Linked DNA regions of Mus musculus: region 2 is linked to region 1. A link is a contact called in public Hi-C data. All regions are on one chromosome and are shown on one strand. The core of a region is the stretch at or near the end of the contact, and the rest is flanking DNA. Distances in the headings are between cores, read along the strand shown.

Region 1 (2,700 bases), core at 61-2,560:
CCTTCCTTCCTTCCTTTCTTTCTTTCTTTCTTTCTTTCTTTCTTTCTTTCTTTCTTTTTTTTTTTTTTTACAGCGCTTCTCTGTGTAGCCTTTGCTGACCTGCAACTTTCTCTGTAGACCAGTCTGGCCTCAAACTCTTAGAGATCTGACTGCCTCTGCCTCCCAACTGTTGGGATTAAAAGCATGCATCACCACCACCAAACTTTATAATCTGGTTTAAAATAATTTTTTTCTATGTTTTTACTGGGGAAATCCCTTGGCTATGACCTATTCCATTTTCTTTGTAATAGCATTACTAGTGGGAGCCTGTAGGGGGCGCATCAGGGTACTCATTTCTATCCTCAGTGTTTAGTCGGGTTCGCCATTTACAGAAAGGCAGGAGGATACAGTGGGTCTTACTCATTTGAGAAAACAGGAGTTTCTCTTCCATTTCTATGAAAAGGGAAGAATAAGAGCCATCCCTTCGATCAACGGCTCTTCACAAGCTCTGCCCTTCAGAGCTGAATGCTAAAATGAATGGTAACCATTTAAACTGTGAGCCAGCATACTTCTTGGTAAACCCCTATCTTCACACACCTGCACACAGACTCGGTTTCTCTTCATGTCCTGCCTGTGTCACATTGTGTGTACATCTCTCATTCAGGACAGTTGCGGCCAGCAATCGATAGAGCTCTTTTGTCCTTTGATAGGTCCTTTATGCAAATCTCGTTAGACATTACAATGCCAAAAATAAATGCTGAGTTTGATGTATACTTTCTGCATAACCACAACGTTGGTGACTAACGCAAGCTCCTCACGCAGAAGGAATTCACCGGCCACGAGTCTCCCATTCTTTAAAGTGTGTCTAAATGAAGAGGAGTGAACCTGACAACGAACAGGAGGAAGATAAAGGATGCAGGGGCAAGAGGGAAGAGAAGGGGTAGGTATAAAAGTCCTGAGCACAAATCTACAACAGTGCGTTAAGTAAGATCAAGACAGCACCTGCCCAGCTACTGCCATCCCAGCAGCAAAACAAAAACCAGAACAAGCAGAAGCCAGAGAAGAAGCCGGTGTGTGGATGCGCTCTGTCCCCGCAGGGGTTTAGGCAGGGCTGAAGGAGGAGCGTATGGGAGGTGTTATGGTTTGAATCTGAAATGTCTCCTACAGGCTTATGCTCCGAACAGTTGTTCCAGCTGGTGTGCTATTTCGAGAGCCTGTGGAGCCTTTGCGAGGTGGAGCCCAGTTGACAGAAGCAGGTCCCCAGGGTTGAGCCGTTGAAAGGTCTCAGCCCAGACCCTAATCTGGCCTTTCTCCCTGCTTCCTGGTGTGTTGTGTAATGTGAACAGCCTCCACCACAAGCTCCTACACCCACAGTCTGAGCTGCTCTGCCAAGCTCTCCCTGCCATGACGGCCTGAAGCAATCTCAAACTGTAAGCCCTCACAACCCCTTTGGCCCTTCAGGTTGTCAGTCCTAGCAGCCTCGGTGCTGCAAAAGTGAAAGAGCTAGAACGACCAGGCAAGTACCCTTCCTTCTTCCCGCCCTGTTGGACCTTCAGGAATATAAGGAAAGAAAGGAGGTGGCCCCTTCCCTCGCGCCCCACACCTATCATCAAATCCCTGGACCAATATTGCTCATGACTGCCCCCTGCAGGCCTTAGCTGGTCTTTCCCAGCATGGGCCACTAAAAATGGAAGTCACCTCCCGCTGGATATTACGTTATGCCTGTTCTTTCCCCTAGAAGGAATAGCAACTTTCCAAAGCCAGCATCGAGGCATCTTATCTCCATCCATCCCCTAAGAGATAAAAGTCCATACTCAAAAAGAGAGAGAGAGAGAGAAGAAAAAAGCAGTTTCTTCCATCTTTCCACGCTCAAGGTCAGGAGGAGGGAAGGAAATCCTATCTTTCTCAAGAGTCTTGAAAACTAACTGTCATGGAGAGTAGTCTGACTGAATTGTGTTGTTGGCATGGACACCGCCATGCCAAGGACCCCAAAGCATCCGATCCATGGGAATAGCAAGGCCTTCCCTGGGTGGGGCTCTGAGGACTGGGAAACTTCCTTTATCCAAACATACGTGTTTATTAATGATTGACCCGTGTGTGCAAAAGCGAACAGCCACAGCTTCCTCCTCCCGATGTCTGCAGCCTGAGACTGAGAGTAAACTCCCTGACTTTCCAGGTTGCGTGGCAGTCGCCGTCCATCGCGGAGCACAGCCCACCCAAAACCAGTTTCTTTGGATGTATATCTGTCATTTCTTTATCCCTGTGTTGCCCCAAGTTGCCATGGAGGTCACAGCAAATTGTATTATACTGTGCGCCCTTCACACTCCTCTACCTATCTAACTGCTGCTCTTATGACTCAGCATGGCTTTCCTATCTCCCCTCTGCCTTCTCTCTCGGCCAGTGACTTGATTCAGCAATTCCCTGACAGCCTGGTCCCGAAATACAATTGAACAAGTCGTAGGATGGGGCTCCATTGAGGCGTCCCATGGGGAAAATGAAAATGGAAGTGCACTGGGGTCCGTTGCAACTACGAGTCTTCTGCTGGTGTCTGAGCACCCAGCCCCACCCTTCTCAGTTACGTGTTCTTCCCGAGCCGTTCCATTGGCCCTCAGCCTGTGAGGGGAGAGCACCACCAGTTAGCTCAACAGTGCACCATTGCTTAGGGATGGATCCGCCAGAGTTTACCTTGGAGGACCTCTCTCGGACTTAGTTCACAGGCCA
Region 2 (2,839 bases), core at 120-2,619, 840 kb before region 1:
TGTGTATATCTTTATGTGACTAGTGGTGTTCATCAGTAGAAATCTGTCTTCATTCAGGACAAATATGATAAAGAAGCAATTAAAAAGGTCCCCAGCACATGGCATGGGGCCATAGGCACACATGACCAGAGTGTGGCATGGGGCCATAGACAGATATGACCCCCACATAGGATTGGGCCATAGACAGACATGACCAGCACATGACATGGAACCATAGATAGACATGACCAGCACACGGCATGGGGCCATAGACAGACATGACCAGCACATGACATGGAACCATAGATAGACATGACCAGCACACAGCATGGGGCCATAGACAGACATGACCAGCACATGACATGGAACCATAGATAGACATGACCAGCACACGGCATGGGGCCATAGGCAGACATGACTAGCACATGGCATCTGACCGTAGGTAGGCATGGTCACATCCTGCTGAAAACACTGTGGAAATGGCATGCACTTTGAAGAGGTTAGTGCTGGTTCCTGAGGTCATGATAGTTTACCCGCTACCTATATACCCTTGGCTTTTCAGTTTTATAGGTTAGCGTAGCGCGAATCAGGAGAAGTTTGCTTCTACTTACTATTTTTCTTTAGAACAAACTCTCAAGCAAACATTTCAGAACGACGTAGTAAGCGAAAACAACCAGCACCTGACTTTTGTTAGACTAAAATGAGACGCCCAGTCCATGATGGAGGCCCTCGCTCTGGTACACACACGAGGGAGCAGGTTTACCTGATCCAGAATATATCCCTGCTTCCCTGCCGAGTTCATTCAGGGATACAACAATAGACAGAGAACAAGTCCCCTGCTCACTAGCAACTGTGTGGATGGCAGGGAGAGAGAGCCTCGTTTATAGGATTCTACAGGCAGCTTTCATGGATGTCTCAGCTGGGTGTTTGAGAATAGGTGCCCAGCTCATGCCCTTCCCTGTCCCTCCCTACCCAACTGCTAACAGCCAGGAATTTACAGATGTGACAACTATATGTGTCTGAAGAAAAAACAAAAAGCCAAGAGACTTCTGACTTTGAAATTCCTCTAAGTTTCTCTAGCCCAGAACACACAATGACGTGTGTGTCCGGCTTCTGAATCTTAGGGTTAGAAAAAAAAAATGCTGCTCAAATTAAACCAAGGCTTGGGATTTTTGTTTGGTTTGGGTCTGGCTCCTTTGAAAAGGATTTTTAATAAAAGCCTTCTGCAGCCTGCATTGGAGGAGAGAGTTGCTGCTCTCTATAGACTTTTACTTCTGCTCTCTCTGCCCTGATCATGGGGATGCGGATGCGTGGCTGTGTTGTCTGCACAGCTCTCAGACACACAAGGAGCTGGGCATCTGGGGAGACTCGGGAGCAGAGCTCCTCCACGCTGACTCAGAGGCCCACCGTATGACTCCAGTCTGGCGCTGTCACGCCTGGTTATGGAAAGGCAAGAACAATGCCTCCCTTGAGAAAGGGGGAAAAGTCCAGCGCAGTCACAATTCTGATGTAAAATTTAAATCATCCCTCCACATCCTGTGGACTTACAGCTGTCAAAAAGGCAAGACCAGACTTAAATGGGGAAAAAAAGCATCTTATTTCCTTAAAAAGTTTGCTCTCTGTGTCTATAAATATCAAACTTCCAGATCCCAGCTCCGAACGCCACATTATTCTAAGTAATTTATAAATAATCACAACAAAAGGACTGTGACATTTTTAACCTGTAGATGGCTGAGGGTTAAACTGCTGTTTCTGTGATTAATGACTGATGGGTTACAATACATCAGTTGAGTAATTCACAACAAACGACCAGTTATGGACTGGCACTAATTTTTTTTCCATTTTTTACAGCTTCTACATTTGGTCTTTTTTTTTTTCTTCTGACAACTTAAAGGGACTGTGTCTTCATCCAGGCATCTGTGTGCTCTTTAAGATAGTTAAAGGTTAGTAAGCCCAGGGTTAGAGGATTGTTTAATCAGATGTTAAGAGTTCAAAACTGGCGTCACTGACTGTGGGAGAGGAATACAATTCTAAGAATGGTTGATGATTCAAATGAAGGCAGATTTTGTTGCCCTGTCAGGTAGAAGGTGTTCATTGCCAGGTTCTTTTCTTTTTCTTTTTTGTTTTTTGCTTGCTAATGAGTAGTAGTATTGATGCTTTTAAGAAAACAATATAGATTTCTATTGAAACATTTATTGGCCCTTTCTGGATAAAAATGGCTTTGTATTTATCATGCAACCTTTTTTTTTCCAAACTCATCTTTCTTCTTTGCTGTGACAACAGAATGAATTCCTAGATATTTTCTCCATCTTAGAGAAGGAGAGATCACATCTAGTACAGATTGGTCACATTTAATAATCTCTCTACTTTCTGAGTTTCTGTTTTAGGCATTTAACACGATTTAATTTCAAACAAATATAATAAAACCTGAAGATATTTAAACTGGCAGATCCATTCAACTAAGTAAATTAGCTTTATAGAACATGTGTTATATTACTTGCAATAAAGAAATAATGTTTCTGGGGTCAGGATTTCAAGTGGCCCAGGTTGGCCTTGGACTCGCTATTAAGATGGGGCTGACCTGGAAGTCTTGCTCTTCCTGCCTGAGGATGCTGGGATGATAGGCGTTAGCTACCAGCCAGGGTAGCATCTTGTTACTCAGAGGACTTTTGGAGTGTTCACTTGCTACTAATGCTCTAATTTTGGATTAAAATGTTTGTGGTTTGTGTTATTAATGAAACAGAAAAGAATTCAGGAAGAAGGAATCCTTATTCAAAATCTTATCGTTGCAGAATAGAATCATGTTACCGCTAGCATCTTCTTTTCTTTTCTTTTCTTTTCTTTTCTTTTCTTTTCTTTT

The links. Hi-C and Micro-C count contacts between places; a contact is called where the count stands out from the background.
Region 2: a Hi-C map of cerebral cortex shows a contact between it and region 1, with 4 times the contacts expected there. The contact joins two enhancer-like sites.

What each region holds. Positions count from the first base shown.
Region 1 is chr6:143,326,916-143,329,615 of GRCm38.p6, reverse strand. No RefSeq gene overlaps it. Among named protein-coding and RNA genes, the nearest start is that of 4930407I02Rik, 68 kb to the right of the region's middle. Within about 2 kb of position 1,310, at least 43 of the 459 cell types and tissues checked have an H3K27ac peak or open chromatin away from gene starts, as enhancers often do. A contact at or near this core is called in cerebral cortex, where this site is marked.
Region 2 is chr6:144,164,836-144,167,674 of GRCm38.p6, reverse strand. The region is part of intron 1 of Sox5 (SRY (sex determining region Y)-box 5); the gene reads left to right. Among named protein-coding and RNA genes, the nearest start is that of Sox5, 43 kb to the left of the region's middle. Within about 2 kb of position 1,369, at least 92 of the 459 cell types and tissues checked have an H3K27ac peak or open chromatin away from gene starts, as enhancers often do. A contact at or near this core is called in cerebral cortex, where this site is marked.